2 separate regions of the Mus musculus genome follow, and region 1 is linked to region 2. The links are chromatin contacts, called in public Micro-C maps. All regions are on one chromosome and are shown on one strand. The core of a region is the stretch at or near the end of the contact, and the rest is flanking DNA. Distances in the headings are between cores, read along the strand shown.

Region 1 (5,365 bases), core at 1,536-4,035, 200 kb before region 2:
GCTCTGCAGCTTAGAGTGTAGTGTTGCTTAATTTGGAAAGTGATGGTTGTGGGGATGGAGCTGCTCTCTGGATTACATAGGTCTTCTCTGCCTTAGGTTTGCTGACTAGTGAATCTTAAGGCAAGAAGGACTCCATGGAGAGTTTGGATTGTTGATTTTTAAACTGAATCCTCCTAGGTCTTTCTGTGCATTTAACGGAGGCAGCAGGGTCTTTGTTATTTTTAGAAAGCTGTTAAGTAGAAAGCACATCACGACCCTGTGAATTTAGCCCCTTTGAGGACTAATTGAAGCAATTCTTGACATACTTAGTGTATTATTAGCAGATTTGGGTTCTTAATTGCACTGGTGACATAATAATACAACCCTGTTGCCATTAATGGAAGATTACTAGTTCACTCAGCTGAACATCCAGAGGCAGTTTTACATGTTCTGGTAGTGCCCTTGGTAGCGTTGTATATTTGTTTAGATAAAGATCATGTTCCCACTGAGAAGAGGTTCAGTGATTAGGGTTAGCATCCTCATCAGCACCGGCTTTCTTATGTCTGTGGCCATCCTTGTCCGTGTTTCCCTAGTGCTGAGGTTAGAAGCATGTGCTCCCCGATTATGTGGTGGTGGAGATTGAACCCAGGGCTGCGTGCTCACAGAATGATCACTTTACCAACAGAGCCACATCCTCAGGGTTTTCTCCTTTCACTGTCACAATAAAGTGGACAAGAGCTAATTTGTTTATGTAAGTACTCATTTATTTTCTAACTACAGCTCTGCCCTGTGGGTTGAGGTGGATGTACATGCTGAGCTCAATCTGTTATTCAAGAGCTTGACACAGAAGACTTCGTAGGATTAGCCAGTGAGAGCCACTAGTAGGGAGGGATTAAACTTGTCCTCTGGCTCTTGGCGGGTGTTTGTCTTGGTCCTGAAGTTACAGATTCTTCAGAAGTCTGTGAAGTGTTTTGGTTTTGTTTGTTTGTTTGTTTGTTTTTTTAATTTGAGAGGCTCTTTATGGAGAGGGGCAGGGAATATTGAATTAGTTTCTGCTCCAAGCTACAGTAGAATTTACATGCAGTTCTGACTGATTTTCCAAGAGATTAAGATGGTGTTGAACTTGGAAGCCTGGTTGAGTTTTAACACCTCAGTTCTGCCCTGTGCTAGAACTTGGCTGGGAGTGAGTGGGTTTGTGCTTAGTATGGTGACAGGCAGGGCCTGTGCACTGGGACTTTGTCATTTGGTCAAACCTGAAAAAGGGAAGGTTAGATGAGGTTGACACAATTTTCAAAGTGATGCAGACTTATTAAAAAACAGAATGCAGTTATCTTGTTGGTTGCAAATGAATTATATAAAATGTAAATTATATAAATATTTAAATATATAGAAAAGTATTTAAAGTTATCACTCAGAAAAATTTGGAATTTATACAGGTTTTTTGTTGTTGTTGTTAAAGTATATACAAATATTTAAATATATAGAAAAGTATTTAAAGTTATCACTCAGAAAAATTTGGAATTTATACAGGTTTTTTGTTGTTGTTGTTAAAGTAATAGCTATTTACTGTTGTGATTCTTTTGCTTCATGAGATCTGCCTTCTGTGTATTGCATAGAGTGAAAATCACTGATCAGTCGATAGCAGACCACTCTCTTGTTGATGACATGTTTTTAAAAGATAAGAAAATATAGTATCTGGAAACCAGAACATATTTCAGTAAGAACCAAAGCTTTGCAATCTTGTAAAAGAGCAACTACTGTTTATTGAAGCTATTTTTAGTGAACTTTGCTTTAACATTAAGGTAACGTCTTAATTAAAAGTACTTTATTGTTGTAGTTTGAGAGAGAAAGGGAGCATGAGCACCTGCTGTCTTGGCACAGAGCCCAAGGGCCATGGGACTTGTGGGGTCAGAGGACGGAGCTGCAGAATGGCTTTCCTTCTACCTTTAGGCGGGTTTCAGGGATTGAATTCAGGCAGGCAGCAGATGTGCACAGCAAGCACTTTTACTTACCAGATGTTTGTGCCAGCACTCAACTGTTTGTTTGTTGTTGTTTGAGATCAGGATGTCTCTAGCCCTTGCTGTCCTGGAGCTCACTGTGTAGACTTCTGCCTCCCGGGTGATGGTTTACAAGCATGTGCCACCGCACCTGGCTCTGCCGTTTTTAGGACATTGTTGTAAGAGTAGAAAAGTTAGATTTCTAAATTCTGACTAACAATTTTATTTACTTTTTGGGGTTTTTTTTTTTGTTTGTTTGTTTTTTAAACAAAATTAAAAAATTGAACTACCTTCGTTCTTTACATTATTTTGATATGTATGGTCTGTCTCTATATATTTTGATGTCTAGATCTGCATGTATGTGTTCCCCTCACAGTGTCATGTGATCTCTAGACTGACGAGGGCATCACACCATCTCAGATCGTGCACTATTTAAACAATTGAGTATATTTCATTACTGACCTTTCACATAATAAAAATACCTTTAATAAAATGGCGGGGCTGGTGAGATGGCTCAGTGGGTAAGAGCACCCGACTGCTCTTCCGAAGGTCAGGAGTTCAAATCCCAGCAACCACATGGTGGCTCACAACCATCTGTAAGGAGATCTGACGCCCTCTTCTGGAGTGTCTGAAGACAGCTACAGTGTACTTACATATAATAAATAAATAAATCTTTTAAAAAAAAAATAAATAAAATGGCACTAAAACTAAAAAAGATAAATGGCTGCTTTCTGTTTCAAGAGATATAAAGCCTTGATCTCTTTCCCCAGATAATCTGTTCTGAACACTAACGATCCTTTACCTGCTTCAGTGTGAATTTCAAAAGCATATGAAAAACTAGCCAGTAGACTGTTGTTGCAATAAACAGCAGATATCAGCTGTGAGTCCTTCAGTTTGTTTTTCTAAAAGGTAATGAGACTGAGGTCCCCTAGTGCTTTTGAGGAAAGGAACCACTTTCCATTGGTCATTGGCTGGTTTCTCTTTGTCCTGTCCTGGCTTCCTTTCCTTAGGGTTTCATTCTCTGTGTCCACAAGGGGGCGGATAAAGGAAGAGGGAAATACTAAGTGAGCCTGTTCAGGGTTTCACTTCAGTTAGTCAGTTAGGAGTTTGAGAATGACATCAGAAAGAAGCAGTGACTTCTTCTTAGGGCCACTCAGTGCCCTCCGTAGCCCTCTTCACAGACAAGAAGCAGTCTCATAAACAACTGACTTTTAAAGGATGGTTTCCAAAGCAGTGTTACCTACCTTCAGTTTTTTCTGTAAATAATTTCTCTCTACTAAAGAATGAGTTGGGTATAAGGAAATGGCAGCATTTGAATGTATGTCTGATTTCTTTGCGGAGTGTCATCTTAGATTGAGATTTCTCACTGAATGATGTGAATATTGCCTAGTTCAGTCTGCTTCACAAAGAAGTGCAAAGAAGGCATCCTTCTCATTTCTTAAAGGCTTAGTTACTATGGCAGTGCTACTGAGTACATTACACTCATCAACATCTACAGACACATACTTATTATGATGGTTAATTTATTTGCAGCAAATTTATTCAATTGAAGCATATTTGATAGTGAATACCTCAACACCTTATATACTGTTTGAGTCTATGGGAATGTTACTTTCTCAGTGTATTATGTGTTTGGGGGCGGTGTATGCTCATGTATATTAATGTGTGCCTGCTTTTTTTTTTGCAGAATGTCATCTTAGATGCCTGTGTTGAGATTTCTCACTCAATCTCAATATTTTGTATATGTATATGTCTGTGTAGAGGACAGAGGACAGCTTCTGTAGTCATTACTTGGGAGATAGGGTCTCTTTTCACTGGCCTGGAGCACATCAAGTGGGCCAGATGGCTGTCCAGTGAGTCCTGGAAGATCCATGCCTTTCTACCTCCCTTGAGTCTATGGGAATTTTGAATAAAAATGTGTTTTCTGTCAACTGCTTAATTGTTTGTTTTGACTTGGTGTTGGGGTACTGTGATCTCAATTTTTCTGTTTTAGTATGGAGCTTAGTTGCTCTTTCATGTTCTTTTCCTGTGAACATACTTCTTTTGGAAAACTTCTGTTTTTCCCTATAGTCTATATGAAACTCATTTTGTGTATATGATTTTAGCTGTTTAAAATATTGGGTAAAGTAGTGGGGCAAATTTACCAAAATTGATTCTTTAGGCTTAGTTTTTGATGTCTGTTTTTAAAGTCATTTTTCCCCCTTTCTGTTGCTTCTATTAAGATCTCTGGTATGGCACATGTAAGGATTAAACCCGTTACCTAACATTCCTATAGCATTCTTTTTTTCAGCACTTAATGCCTTTTATTCCTTAGCTTCAGGCACGAATTATGTAGCATATGTGAAGAGGCTTAAACTGTTTCCATTGCATTCTTTCTGGCTGGCTGCTGTTATATTTAGGGTATACTTATAGTTTAGACAAAGTAAGAATGTTATTGTTGTTGACCTTGACACTAGATAACTGGGCAGACATTATATAGCTATGTTTGAATCCTCACAAAATGTGCTGTTGAAGCCAACAGAGTCCTGGCGGGAGGCTCTTCTGGACAGCAGAGTTATGGAGCTCTTCTTCACTGTAAGTCCTCGTCTTCAACTCTGGCTAGCTAGGGGCATGGTGAGAGGAAGGGAACGCCTTTGCTTTTCTTAAGCAAAACAGGGCAGGTTTTCCCCATGTGGTTTCTCTTCTCACAACTGACTTACTAAAAGAAATTATATGACAAAGTTGTTGCTGATGTACAAATACTATCTCATTTTGAAGGGCTTAGATCCTACAACAAAACTTCTTGGACTTTGTAACCACTCTTTACAGTCTTAAAAACCCAGCACTTCCTGCTAGCTTGTGTTGTGTGGGTTGCATGGCTATTGTTACGTAACATTAGGAATCCAAACTGACAAAAGCAAAAGAAGATGACAGTACAACAAAAATATAGCATGTTCTCATAATAAAAGTAAACTCAGTCTGGCTGAAAACTTGAAGAAATACTTTCTTTCACTAAAAATATCAACAAGAAACCATTATAACATAAATACCTTCAACGAACAAATACTTTGAAATGTGTAGTGAAAACAACTGGCATAAACTGGGTTTTGGTTTTGTTTGCTTTATATTTTGGCAAATCTGTCTAGCACCTGCTTTAATAAAAGGTAAGCAGATTTCCCTTTTTTATATTTCATTCAGTTGGTATTTTAAATCGTGACCTTAGGAAAAGCTTTCTGTGTGTGTGTTTGCAGTGCACAGGGAAGAGCAGAAATGCTTTAGTGCTCTTAAGAACACAGTCTGCAGCAGCTAGCAAGTTGACGGATCCCTAGACTGCATTTTAAGGACTGTTCCCTAGTGAGCTGTATACATAAGACCTGAGCTACATTAATATTTAAGGGTAGTTTATCTTA
Region 2 (5,948 bases), core at 2,925-5,424:
CTCAGCAGATAAAGGTGCTTGGCACATATGCCTGGTGACCGGAGTTCCAACCCCAGAGCCCATGACACAGTGACTGGAGGGAACAGACTTCTCAAAGCTGTCCTTTGACCACCACAGGTGCTCTTGGCATGGACTCACCCCTTACCCTCATCACGCACACACAATAACAACAAACACACACCCTTTGCTTCAACACTGTTTTCCATTCTTTAACATGTGAAATAAAACTCCAGCACTCCTTTTGGGCTCCAGTCTGGGGCCAAGCCCACTGTTTGGCCGAGGCACATCTACTAGCTCTACCATCATTCCCCAGGGCTGCAAACTGCTTCTTTAAACTGACAGCTTTCAAGTACTTGGTGGCTTTTTTTTCTTTTTTGATATGCCTACCTTTGATGACCTGGTCAGTTTCACAAGTGATTTGTAGTTCTGTTTATCTGCTTTGGGGGATTGTTTTTTTTTTTTGTTTGTTTGTTTGCTTTTTTATTTTATATTATTTTATTGAGACAAGGCCTTACTATGTAACCCTAGCTAGCCTGGAACTATTTGTACACAGAAGATTGGCATCCAACTTGCCAAGATCTGCCTGTACAGACTCCCTAGCGCTCAGATTAAAGACGTATGCTACCACACCCAATAGAACACTGAGATCTGGACCTCTTGGTTTGTATAGTTATGTAGCATTTTCTGGGTCAATATAATAGTGAACCTTGTTCACTGTTTACTTCAGTTCTTAAAACAGCGGTTCACAACATTTCCAATGTTGCAACTCTTCAATACAGTTGTTCATGTTGTGATGAACCCTAATCATAAAATTATTTTCATTGCTACTTCATAACTATAATTTTGCTACTGTTATTCATTGGCTTCCAGTATATTCAAACAGTGTATAACCATTACATTTTCTTCATCCTATAAAAACAAAAACCTGAGGCTCTTTGACAGTTATCCCATATCCCTCCTTTTCCCCAAGCGCCTGAAAGCCACTAAATGACTTCCTGCCTCTATAGATTAGCTAAGATTCCATGTGCAAGAGACCATACAGTATGTGGCATTTATGTCTGGCTTCTTTTATTTAGCATGTTTTCAGGGTTTGTGATACAGTTTCATTATATTGCATTCTTTTTCATGACTGAATAATAAAATTACAACATTTGACTTCTTTATTCTTTAGGAGATGAATATTGGGTTGGTTCTACCTTGGGCTCTTATGAATAACCCTCTTATGAATGTTTATATGCAAGTTTTTACCTGAATATGTTTTCTTTTTAAAATGTATGTGTCTGTGTTAGGAGCTGGCCAACATGGGTACTGGAAACTTAAGACCTCTGGAAAAGCAGCAAGTGCCTTTAACTGCTGAGCCATGTCTCTAGCCATAGGTGAATATACACTCAGTTCTACTGGGTATATACCTAGGCATGAAATGTCTGGTTCAAACAGGAACGCTGTGTTAGCTTCTGGAACAGCTGCCTGTTTTTTAAGTAGAGTGATAAATATCACACCATCCTAATCAATGCCTCTTGAGATGTTAGCCACTCCCTTTTCCAGCGTATACACACTGCATAGACTACCTGCCCAAAAGTCAATAGCAGCTATCTCTGTTACCAGGTTAACTGCTCTGGTATCTTGTTATCTTGTTATCACTGTTATCTTGCTAATCACTGGACAGGAACAGAGATGTTAGCAATCAAGCATGTCAAAGGGAAGCCATAAAGTATTTCCTTTAAGTGTCAACTCAATTTATCACATCCCAAGCACTGGGAAAACAGGACAGCAGAAAATAAATAAATAAATAATAAATAAAAAGTTAGAGCAACAAACCATATTTATATTACTTGCATCTCAATATAGTATTATAAGTACTTTTCTTTTACTCTTACTGTTAATGTCTTACAGTGCCTTGTATAGTTTAAATATTATCATAAGTATGTATATTAAAAAAAAAGTGTACTAAAGGTTGTGTTTAGCCGGGTGTGGTGGGTGGTGGCACACGTCTTTAATCCCAGCACTTGGAAGGCAGAGGCAGGCGGATTTCTGAGTTCGAGGCCAGCCTGGTCTACAAAGTGAGTTCCAGGACAGCCAGGGCTATACAGAGAAACCCGGTCTCAAAAAACAAAACAAAACGAAACAAAACAAAACAAAAGGTTGTGTTTGATGAGGTTTCAAACTTCCCTAGGGGCCTTGGACTATGTCCCTCTCAGATAAGAGGGACATTCTCTGCTAAACCAGTGGCTCAAACCAGAGCACAAGCCAGCAGCTTACAGCTTTTCATTTCAGCCCCTCAGCCACCAGTGCTTCCGATTCAGAAAATCTTATGTGAAGGAGATTCCTTGATCCCTCAGAGAGGAAATGTATTGGGATTTCTTTGCAGGGGAGGGTTGTTTTGTTTCTGAGACAAGGTCTTGTGTAGCCTTGGCTGGCTTTAAACTCAACATGTAGACAAGGCTGACATTGAACTCTTGCTCCCACATCCCAAGCACTGGGATAACAGGTATGAGTTATTCTGCCCAGGCAGGATGTGAATTCCTTGTTGTGGGTATGACAGCTTCTGTGTGTGTGTGTACAGGTGTAAATGTGTGCATGTGGAAACAGAGGTCATCCTCTTTAGGCACTGCCTGCCTTGTTTTTTGAGGTAAGATCTCCCCCTGGGAAGGAGGACCTGGGGCCAGATTCAGCCAAGCTAGCTAACCAGTGAGCAGCACAAATCCTCCTGCCTCCCCCAGCCACCACATTAGGTTAAGTGGGCGCTAGGGATCACTCAGGACCTTAGGCTTCTGCAGCAAACACTTTGCCAACTGAGCATCTCCACAGCCCCAGAATGTTGATCAATAGGTTCCCAAGGGATGGATGCTGAAGCTGCTGCTCCATCGATCACACTTTCAAATCATATACTCAAAAGCTCCCTCCTTACAAACTCTTCTGATCTCACTTTCGTTTATTCATAAGGTATTGAAACAATCAGCTTTTAGAACTAGACCTTTCTTCTGGCTTTTAACCAGATTTACACACACACACACCTGGGAGACAGACCAATAGTGGAATACACAAAATTTTAAAGATGTAGAAAGCAAGGCTAGGAAATAGTAAATGAATTATCCTTTACTAACAACTATGAATGGCTAAGAAATAATACAACTCAGTATTTCTATATTCTCCAAGGTGGTTCAAAAATAATTTGGGATGCTGTCACTTCAATATTGCCAGTGAAACTATTTTACATGGCAAAGTCCTTTTTATATACTTCTACCTTGATACAGTTCACACTCAAAATGCCTATTGTAGTTTCTCCAAAGTTACCAACCAGAGTTGAAGATAAAAAGGAAAAGTGGAATTTTAGGCTTTTGGGAAAACAGTAGTCAGATATCTTTTGTCTGTGCATCCTTAGATTCAACCAACTAGAAACTGAAAACATTTGGGAGAAATTTTTTATCTGAACTGAACATGCACAGGCTCCCCCCCCCCCCCCCCGCCCCCAGCCTCCCGAGCGTGCTTTTCATTATTCCCTGAACAATTAGGCATAACAATTAATTATAGAGCAATAAACAGTCTAAGATAACAAAAATGGGAAAATGGCTTATATACAATACAAATATACCATCGTATATATGTGAAAGAGCACCTGGGAACTTTGGTATCCAGGGAAACTGGGTGTCCTAGAATCAATTCCCAGAAGATATGTTTTTATCTTTATAAGACTGTGATTTATTCATTCTTTTCTGTACTTTTGCTTTTACTCCCGATTACTAGGTAATCAAAGCTTCACCGGATGCAAGTATTAGAAATGTTCGCTGTAACCTACTGTGAAACTCTAAAAGTTTCACTGCTGCCATGGCATCGCCAAGCCGTGTGACATTAGCCCGGGTAGCCGTGCCGGGTGGAGCGGGAAGTCCACCCCCTGAGAGGAGCACCATCCAAGTGTTGGCTACGGAAGCGCAGTCGCCAGGAGCCGGGCTTGGGCGCCGCCAGCCCGCCTGCCCTCGCGACCCCGCCGCCGCTCACGCACGGGGCAGGGAGAGGGCAGCAGGGAGGGTGGCCGCGAGGGGCCGGGCGCTTCTCCTACCTCGCGCCGAGGAGGAGCGGGCTGACCACGAGTGGGCCGAGGGAAGAAGCGACGCCTGATCCTAGGCAGGCCAGAGCGGGACGCCCAGCCGTTGCCAGGCGCGACTCCAAGGAAGCCGCTCCCACAGGCCTCCGCGCCGCGTGGGCGAGGCCGGAAGCTCGTGACCGGAAGTGCAGGGCTGCTGGGACCTGTGGTCCGCCAACAGCGGAGTGATTCTCGAGGCTGGCCCAATGTTTATGGTGGTCCAGGAGATGCTACAGGTGTAGGAGTAATCACAAGAAGGAAACCAAGGTCGAGTGAACCCCGAGGCAGCCATCCCCAAAGCTGGAGACCAGAGCAAGATGGCCCGGATGAATAGAATGTGTCCCAGAGCCACTACGCGGCTTGGGAACCTTGGAAGACTGTTTTCTGTGGAACATTGCGTAGAATTGTACGCGTCGTCCCATAAATTTGTCATATTAATCCTGTCTGGGTTCTCTCTAAATAAATTTAATCTGAAAATTAAAAAGTAAAGGTAATGTAATGCCAGCTATGATGACGCACATCTGCAATGGGAGTAGAGATGACGCTCAGGAGTACAAGACCAGCAGGGGACACCCTGTCTTAAAGACAAAATAATATTTCTTTCCGGAGCAAATGTTGGGCATGTTGACTTGAAGCCCGTTATAAAAAAACTGAAGTTTACTAACCTTTATTGTTCAGTTGTGTCAGAAAGTCATTGAATATGTAACATCCACCTTAGCCTCCCACGGATGGGGGTGGGGACAGATGTAGGGGACAAACTATTAGATTGGTCAGGTTCGGGCTACTTGGTGTGTTTTGAAGACTAAACCTCTTTATCTCTGATCCAGGTGTGTTGTATCAGCATTCAGAAGGTTACCTTGCAAGTGGGGTATATCGTACAGTAACTGACAGTATCTGGCAACTGTGTGTCAATAAGTAGTTGTTACGTTAATTAGTGAACATCATGGGGATATTTTAAGTTACTGCACTTCAATATAGAAAGAAAAAATACTGGAATCACAAGTTACTGCACTTCAAAAAAGAAAGATAAATACTAGAGTCAATCTTTTTCTTTTTCTTTTTTCTTTTTTCTTTTTTTTTTTTTGTTTGTTTGTTTGCTTGTCTTTTGAGACGGGGTTTCTCTGTGTAGCCCTGGATGTCCTGGAGCTCTCTGTACACCAGCCTAGCCTCAAACTCCTTGGTGCTGGGATTAAAGGTGTGTGCCACCATTGTCCAGCACTGAACTTTTTTTTTTTTTAAATGACTGTACATTCAGGGTACCCAGTCCTTGTCTGAGAAGAAGACATTATGTTTTTGTTAAAATAAAGGTTCATCAGGCAACATATTTTCTTATTTGTTCCCACACTAATTATCAAATAAACTGTCAACATATGTAATTAGTTACATATAAAGTGGGATGGGTAGCAGACAAGCCTGAGTCCCATGAAGTGGGTATGGAGTGAAAGAGTTCCATGTGTGAACATGAAGAACACTAAAGGAAAAACAGGTTTGAGGGAGAACACATCAGGTGTCAGATGCCTAAAGAATGTGCAAGAAGAGATACTGAGTAAGCAATTGTATATAACAATATAAAGCTCAGAGGAGAGGGCTGGGAATGTAACTTAGTGTTAGAACATTTGCTTGCCGTGTTCAAGGCCCTAATTTGGATTCCAGCATCATCATAATCATTAAAGCTCAGAAAAAGATGCCCATCTAGAGATACACACTGGGGATTCAGTAATTCCTAAGAAAAGATAGTTTGTAAGATTGTGAGTGAGTGAGCAAGATGTATTTTTGGAATAGGGGGATGTAGAACGGCAAAAAAGACAAGAGATAGTAATGAGGGTGGGTAAATACCATCAAAATGCATGTGATGGCTATCTGTGAT

What was found. Hi-C and Micro-C count contacts between places; a contact is called where the count stands out from the background.
Region 1: a contact with region 2 is called in a Micro-C map of granulosa cells, with 1.9 times the contacts expected there. The contact joins the enhancer-like site here to the promoter of Ift88 in region 2. A contact is called at or near these places in 6 of 39 promoter capture datasets (3T3-L1-derived adipocytes, the C10 cell line, the HPC-7 cell line and 4 more), 3 of 484 Hi-C or Micro-C datasets (granulosa cells, muscle stem cells and nephron progenitors), 3 of 115 datasets of contacts at active chromatin or transcription factors (the SCID.adh cell line, bone marrow-derived macrophages and oligodendrocyte precursor cells) and 5 of 9 other capture datasets (adipose tissue, embryonic stem cells, liver and 2 more).

What each region holds. Positions count from the first base shown.
Region 1 is chr14:57,617,316-57,622,680 of GRCm38.p6, reverse strand. Xpo4 (exportin 4) reads left to right here. Exons shown (of 23, transcript NM_020506.2): 7 at 4,438-4,550. Among named protein-coding and RNA genes, the nearest start is that of Xpo4, 45 kb to the left of the region's middle. Within about 2 kb of position 2,785, at least 25 of the 459 cell types and tissues checked have an H3K27ac peak or open chromatin away from gene starts, as enhancers often do. A contact at or near this core is called in the HPC-7 cell line, bone marrow-derived macrophages, granulosa cells and 1 more, where this site is marked.
Region 2 is chr14:57,422,297-57,428,244 of GRCm38.p6, reverse strand. It overlaps Ift88 (intraflagellar transport 88), which reads right to left and starts at 4,174. Exons shown (of 26, transcript NM_009376.2): 1 at 4,058-4,174.